Linked DNA regions of Oncorhynchus mykiss: region 2 is linked to region 1. Evidence: chromatin contacts called from public Hi-C data. All regions are on one chromosome and are shown on one strand. Each heading gives the region's core, a stretch centred on a gene start, on an enhancer-like site or on the middle of the called end of the contact. The rest is flanking DNA. Distances are from core to core; before and after follow the strand shown.

Evidence for each region. A called contact is a pair of places that touch in the nucleus more often than the background predicts.
Region 2: a contact with region 1 is called in a Hi-C map of liver, with 7 times the contacts expected there. The contact joins the promoter of LOC110535557 here to the enhancer-like site in region 1. A contact is called at or near these places in 2 of 3 Hi-C or Micro-C datasets (blood and liver).

The regions. Positions count from the first base shown.
Region 1 is chr11:28,294,111-28,298,109 of USDA_OmykA_1.1, reverse strand. It overlaps LOC110535557 (rho GTPase-activating protein 12), which reads left to right. Exons shown (of 16, transcript XM_036935292.1): 3 at 2,850-3,122. Among protein-coding and RNA genes, the nearest start is that of LOC110535557, 66 kb to the left of the region's middle. Within about 2 kb of position 2,224, at least 2 of the 11 cell types and tissues checked have an H3K27ac peak or open chromatin away from gene starts, as enhancers often do.
Region 2 is chr11:28,359,621-28,363,619 of USDA_OmykA_1.1, reverse strand. It overlaps LOC110535557 (rho GTPase-activating protein 12), which reads left to right and starts at 1,881. Exons shown (of 16, transcript XM_036935292.1): 1 at 1,881-2,106. LOC110535558 (kinesin-1 heavy chain) reads left to right here. Exons shown (of 25, transcript XM_021620626.2): 25 at 1-827.

The DNA.
Region 1 (3,999 bases), core at 975-3,474:
GAAGGTCTTTTAGTTTGTCGTCGTTGTAATCTAGTAGGTCATACTTGATATATAATGTCAGCTTTTACTTCAACGTGTAAGATGTAAATGTTTGCGTGCTAAAAAATACAATATGTAGGCTTTTGTCTATTGCTTCACAAAGTATCTTCTTTCATGTGGCTTAAATGGCCTATTTCAGCACTGTGTTGTGTTGGCAAACCTTCCGAGAGCTAAAAACTTGACTAAACTTTAATTAACTCCGATTCTTCCAGACCATCCCATTTAGCAAATGAGGCCACCTCGTTTCTCTTGGCCTTCGCTCTAGTAGTCGGGTCTATTTCTGAGTTTGCTTGCGATAGAGAGAGACCTCTTATTTTCCTTCTCAACAGAACAGGCAGAGAAGGGTCATTAGAATGCAACAACAAAAAAAAAAACGTCTTAGAGGTGTTTGTGTGTTTAAGTACCTTTCTGGAGTCCTTCCCTGCGGATGTGAACCTGATAATATGAGCTCTCAAAATGTTGAGGTGAGCAATACTCTCCTTTTAGAAATCGCAATGATGTGGTGGTACATGTATGCCTGGTGAGCGCTCTCCAAAAATGGTATCGATTTCTTCCATCCATGGACAAAAACGCTGTCTGCATGCTCAAGCCTCCTCCTTCCCTCACTAAAACCTTCCTTCTCAGGAAAACACTACAGTTTCTATTGCCAATCATTTTTACATGTGTCGTTTAGCAGAGGCGCTCTTATCCAGAGCGACGCACAGTTAGCGCAATGATGTTAAGATGCCGAGGTGAGACGACCACATATCTCGGTCGTAGTCGGTACAATTTCCTTCACTAAAGTCATTATCAGCGAAGTCGGTGCTAGTAGGAAACGACCGGTAAACGGGGTGGCACCATGGGGTTTTTATCTAAGATGCATTTGGAACCCCTAAACCTTTCCTTGGGGTACTTCATATCACTTTTGGCAGTTGATTTCCATAGACTCTTATCATTCAGTTCTCATTCTCAGTTCCCCTACTAAGTTTGGCCTTTTGACAGCTGAGTTTCAATGTAGAATTAGCCTTGCTATTACTTGTGTTTGGGCCTCTTTGACTGACACCCAGCTGCTGGAAATATAGCAGGTCCCCACACAAAAAGATGTAGCAAAGAACTTGTATTTTTTATTTTCTACTGTACTTCACTAGAATCATACACCGACGTTTCGGTTAAGAGCCTTCTTCATTGTCTTTACTCCCAGCTGCCGACGTCTGCTACCAATGCTACAGTCAGAACACTGAATGGACAAGCAACGGGGCCTCTCCCGGTGCAAAACTTCACTCTGTTCCAGCGCAGCTCTACAGGATATTAAATAAATATTTTGGATTATATTCCTATTATTCCAGGCCAAGCAGGAAGCCCCATCTGTTTCCATTCCAGGGAATGTCTGTCTGGCTGTGCTGTCCGGTGTTTTTACTCCAACTCCCTCCCCTCCCTAATCTCTGTCGCATTTCCTCTTGCATTCCTCACCTGCACTTTTTGGGACTATTCTATTGGTTCCATTGTAAAGTACACACAAAATCAACTATTTGACATACTGACGGTATGTGTTTGACCCATGGGGTCCAGTCAGGTGCTTTTCTATCGAAGGTCTATCTACGTGATGACTATGGCCACTTTACACAATGTTGGTTTGACCCTTGGCCCACACCAGAGACGGCAGTCTGGCTACCACGACTGTACCTCAACCTCGCAATCTTATTCCGAACCCAAAATATTATTCTGCAGTAATACATTTGATTCTCAGTAGTCATGGAAATCCTGTCTGTGTTGTTGTATAGGCCAGACTGTGTGGCATGCAAAACTGTTGACTGAGCCAACTTTCAGTTTCCTCCCCCAACCTTAAATATACTAGCGTTTTGCACATTTCCTCAAAATACAGGTTCAACAGCACCACGCCAGCAATATGGCACCGCTATTATGCAACATGCCGTCTTTCGTTTCTTTTCTTGACAATATCATAAACAACAGCTCAGCCAAAAGCCTGTTTTGTGTGTCCAATGTTTAGTCTGAAGGTAGCATTTAGAGCTTTTGTAGCCTGGAATCCAAATGGAATATCACTCTTTTGAACTATTGTTTCAACGGAGTGATATTCCGTTTTAAATTCCAGGCTGAGAGGTTTGTTAATTGTCTCCTCTCCATTGTCAGTGAGATTGACGGTGGATATCCCTGCAGACGCTTCGCTATTTAATTGATGAGAGACAGGAAACCCTCCTTCTAGTGCTGTCTCTCATCTGCCTACACTTCCTCTTTCAAACACCCCTTTATATTCCTTCATAGCGCTAATGACCCTCTGCTTTTTATTCTTGAAATCGTTCTCTCCATCTCCTAATGTGGGCATTGTATTTATACCCAATTATGGCCAATCAATGTCCAGTAATGCTAAATCTTGAATTGTGTTGTAATGCACAGTAGTTTTTATTTGTGTATGGATTTTGCATCAAAATAAGGCATTTGACTGGCCTAACAATGAATAGCTTGGCTACAGTTGGAAGTATGTAGAATAGATATTGGATGCCATGCAGCATTGTTTTGACACTGGGCTAGGAACAGATGGCTAGAGTATGTTGCAACGTCCGTCCGTACCACATGTTTCTGATTTGCCAAAGCTGCCCATGCATCCTCTTTCTACTTCCTGCTTTGCCGTGGAGATTGTATCACTGTGGTCTGTGGTCCGAAACGACCCTCTCCCCTACTTCTCCGCTCTGTAATGCACCTCCATAGTTCTCCATTAACGGAACGTCTCCAGCCAGTGCGTGCTGGCCATGCTACTCTGTTGGAGAGGAAAGGTTAGTCGCTTGTGAAAAACTCTTATCTCTCCCTCCTTCCAGACGACGTCTCCGGCGGGGCAGGGCCGGCCCGAGTCCCCTGTCTACACCAACCTCCAGGAGCTGAAGATCTCCCAGTCCAGCCTGCCCCCCCTTCCTTCAAGCTCCCCACTGCATGTCCTCGGTGACTGGGAGACCCACAAGGACCTCACCGGCAGACACTTCTACTATAACAGAGCCTGCGGCGAGCGCACGTGGAAACCGCCCCGCGTACGGGATGCGAGTTGCAGTACCAGTAGTAGTCGGGGAGACCCCCATGGCACAGGAGAGATGGAGGTATGTAAACACACTCCTTGGGTGCCCCATCGAAACAGACCCTCATTCCATTGGTTGTATTGCTGTAGCATACTGTCGATACAGTTAGAGCTGAAGTTGAGCTGTAAAGCGAGGGAGAAAAGAGTTTGGTTTGGATCCAACAGAGGACGTTTAACCCATCATGTTGACCCCTGCCGCTGATCTACAGTCTACCTAATATATCTGTCCCCCTAACGTATCAACAACTGCTCTGAAAGGTGGCCCTGGGGCCTAATGATTATATTTTAGACATTTAGCAGACATTGGAGCGGTTAATGAAAGGTCTGTGTTAACAATTTTCCCCTAGCAAAGTAGTTATCAGTAGGAAAAGACAAGCGCATTTTTTTTGGGGGGGGGGGTTACTCCTTGAAGAGGTAGGGTTTCAGATGTTTTCGGAAGATGGGCAGGGGGACTCTGCTGTCCTGACGTTAGGGGGAAGCTTGTTTCGCCATTGGTGTTCCAGGACAGAGAAGAGCTTAGACTGGGCTGAGCGGGAGCAGGTGTAGGGTTTGAGCATAGCCTGATTTAGTGAGGGGCAGTTCCCCTTGCTGCTCCGTAGGCAAGCACCAGGGTCTTGGAAGCGGATGCAAGCTTGGACTGGATGCCAGTGGAGTGTGTGGAGGAGTGGGGTGACATGGGAGAACTTGGGAAGGTTGAACACCAGTCGGCTGCGGCATTCTGGATAAGTTGCAGGGGTGGACAAGCGGGGACCCCAGCCAACAGAGAGTTGCAGTAGTCTAGACGGGATATGACAAGTGCCTGGATTAGGACCTGTGCCGCTTCCTGTGTGAGTAGGGTCGTACTCTACGGATGTTGTAGAGCATGAACCTGCAGGAGCGAGTCACTGCTTTGATGTTGT
Region 2 (3,999 bases), core at 632-3,131, 66 kb before region 1:
ACGCAGTCACCAATCTTCATAACGCCATCCTCCCCTAGCTACAGTCGATAGATGGCATCTGAGTTATTTATTGGTGTGTAGGCAGGATGAAAGCTTTAGTCGCTGCCATTTGTTTTTAACTACCTAAATTGTTTGTTTTTTTGTTTACCGTTATTGATTTGACTATTTTTTTTGTATCCTCCATTGCTTAGAAAATGAAATGATCCAAAACATTGTCCTTCCTTCCCAATACTGTGTAAAACTGAAGCATCTGCGAAGACTGTCTGGTATAGCCCAGTGCTGTACAGACCTGACTATAGTGAGTGCAATATGGATCAGTTATTGTGAAGAAGGTTTAAGGTGAGGGAGTGGGACCTGCATTATAAAAAAAGTAAAACAAACTAAAACTAACGAATCAGTCTCCTGACTTTTTGGTTTGTCATGTGTGATATTTGAAGTTGAAATTTTAGCCTGAAGCACTTTTGAATTGTAATCCAAGATACATAAAGTGTCATAACTGTACCTGCCATAAAGGACCGCTCAAATACCGATTCTGCTCCTTTTCTGCAAAAGGAAAAACACATAAGCGAAGCATAACCGGAGTTGTTCTGTCTTTGGTTTGTAAACTAATAACCAAATGATTGTCTGAGAGCTTGTGGTCTGGCCAGGTTACGATGGTCGGCACTGTCTGTGTATGATGCAAATTGTGTGTGTATATTTTATATATAACCCTAGGGAGATCAATGCATTGCAGTGTTCTGCACATCGTTATCCTCAAGTGCTTTCTGTAGCCTTGGTTCCCAAGATTTTACCCTAGAGTTGAAACCAATAAAGTCTCAAAGAGAGAAGTCCGTGCACTGCTTACTCATTTATCGTGGTCAACTTGTTTCATCGGGAACAGGAAGGAAACGCTCTCCAACCTTGCTTTCCAAAATCAATGAATTGAGAAGCGAAGCGGAGAGGAAAATCACCAACTCGGAGGCCAGTGGAAGTTGATAAACCTGCTTCTTTGTTAAAAGTGAATGTTGCCTCTTGGTTGGAGTTTTTATGATTGTATCACATGGAAAGGATGGGGTCCATATATCATACTGAGTCAAGACTACACCCTTGTCTGGTAATAGTACACGTAGTTTAAAAATGCTTGTTGCTCATGGCATTGATTGCCCAGCCCTACCAGTAGATTACCTGCATTCTGTAGCAGGTAAATGGGCCGTTGGATGCACTGGCCCATTCACACCAGCAGAGCACGCTATGGTACAGTCACACACTATCAAATAACGGAATCTGATGAGTGGAAAAACAAGCTATTGTACATTTTGGTGATATGTTTTCAGTAATTGTTTTACTTAGCTTTGGCAGGACTGGCTTTTCTTAGAAAGAATGCTGATTTATTTTGGGTGCGGATCATTTGGACAAATCCAAATCCCCCGTAATCTATTATTAAATCATTAGATAATTGTGGGGCAGTCTTGAAACGTCTGTCACAGATTTGGCTTGAGATGGTAACCGATGGTGACTCAAGAAACCGAGACGGTAAATTAGGAGCTCTTTCTTTATGGAGCTGTCTTGATGATCACCAGACCATTGTTTTTCAATTGTCAGATCATTGCAACTAAGAGAGACCCATATCAACCCCATCACGTTACACATGTGGCATGGGATATAGTAGCCTATAGGCTAAACCAATAAACCACATTTGTTACAAATTAAACTGTAATTTTGAACAAATAACCTATTTTCAAAATTAAGACTGGTAGAATAGCTTTCAAGGAAAGCAAGTGGTAGCCTATTGCCACTAGGTGAGACTATTGACCACCAGATGGCATGCCAGGAGTAGCCTATCGTCCATCAAAGTTGGCAGGCAGACAGGCAGACAGACAGCCAGGCAGACAGGCAGACAGACAGCCAGGGTGGGAGAACCGACCAAACCAGCGCTCACAAGCGACAGCACCACGCCAGAGTGAAAACGAGGCGGGGGATTGGGAACACTGAATACAGAGATAGCGTACTCGAGTCGCGTACTGGAGCAGCTAAGATCACTGATATATCTGGAGGAAAAGTTCCGCACAAAACAAACCGCCGTTGGCCAGCTTATTCTTTGAAGAGAAAGAAGATACCATTAAAAAGGTGTGTAGGCTTACGTTACATCATTCATCGCAAGACCGCAGATAGTTATTGGTTACTTCCAGAGTTACCTTGTTGTAATGCATAGTTGCAAAAACGACTGGCTACTTTGGTTTCTTTGACCTCGAGTACCTTCACAGAGGGGTGCATTAGAACCTACTGTTGTTGTGGTGTAGTAACATAACTATATTTATAAACGTGAGCTCTGTTTTGATATTTAGGCTACAACGCTGGGTGATATTGGGGTGCCAATATTGTTTTGGTTGTATGTACGTGGTTTTTCACGTGATACACTGGCTACATTTTTGTACAACGCATTGCTTTCTTAGCATAGGTAGCCTACAATTGGTAAACAGATTATTTCCAACAGGTCTAATAGTTTGATATGAATCACATCTGTGTCAAATGTTTCTTAAAGGGATCTTTTTTTCCTGCACGACTAAACGTTAGTGGCTATTAGTGGCAGTAGCCAGACTTTCCTGGTTTGGGAATGAGCGTTTGTCTCGTCGGGGTCTTTTGTTGAAATTGAATATGGATTAAACTCCTTTTGTTGTATTTGAATGGTGCTTTTCCATCTAGACTTACCACCACACCAGCGTGTCGCCAGTGTTTTATGTTAATGTTAGCTCTAGTGTTATTGTGTTTCCACCAGGGAGTTATGGAATACAAGACTGGCCAGCAGAATCAACAACCTCCATCATTCAAGACTGTTGCTTTGTGAAACGGTGTTAAAGTTAGCCATTGTTATGTAAATGAGAAGCTGAAAGGTACCCAAGACCTTGCCTTGGCTCCAAGTCAGAGCAGGTCTGCTGGAGCCTAGTTACATGATTTTTGGTGTCCATTACTGGGCGTTACAGGAAAGCCCCATAGAAACCACCGCCATAGATTTATAAACTAACCATTTTTTTCTTGGCGATACTTTCTTCGTTTTTGATTCGGTTAAATGTCCGTTTCCAGTTGCAGGTGGTTCTACAAAAAAAGAACAACCTCAAAGATATTAAATCCATGTTTTTGCTTTGCCAAGTTGTTGAATGCAATGCGTCTTTGCACCATTACTTATCCCCATCCACACACCAATTTACAACTACAATTGGGAAAACATTTGAACAGCAGTAGGCCTATATGCACATGTTGTTGGCTACCGCACAGCCTTGGTGACATCTGTTATTCTGTTTCCAATAGAACCACTGGGACAAAGGCATGTGGAATCTCAGTGTTGCGGTGCTTGCGTGGCCAGCGATGCGTGAAAACGAAAGCATAGTTAATGTTCCTTACATAATGATAATCCATCCATCATCCTCAGACCATAGGACAGGTCCCCCAGTTTGTCCGATTTGTTTCTTTCTAATAATAGGACATATTGTTCTACATAATACTTTCCAACGATCAATTTAGTGTGTGGCTGTGGATGGATGGAGAGATCGTCACAATAAGCTGACCAGGGGTGTCAAACAGATTTTGCCCCTCGGGCCGCATTCAGTCTTCAATGAGTTCCGGGGGGCTGCACTGTTCACGGGTTATATTTCATCACCTTCAAACTTCTAGCCATCGTTTTTCGAATTTTTGATGTTCCCTGACTGTCTAGCTTTCATTTCGGTTATTATTAGAGAGCTCTGGACACAGTCAAGAAACTGTATGAATGTATGCCTCATGGGCCATATGTTTGACACCCCACTTTAGATCTTATCATGGGGTGCTTATAGATCTTATTGGTGCATAGCCTACAGATAAACTGAACATCAAGATAAGCATGAATAATACCCTATTATGTGCGGTATAAAAGAGGGTAATCAACAAGTCGCCTAGTATTTTGGAGCTCATTCAATAGGGTGAGACCTCCCAAAGGTGAGCCATTGCCATTTTGAAAGGTATTTTTTACTTGTCTCCCGTTTTGAT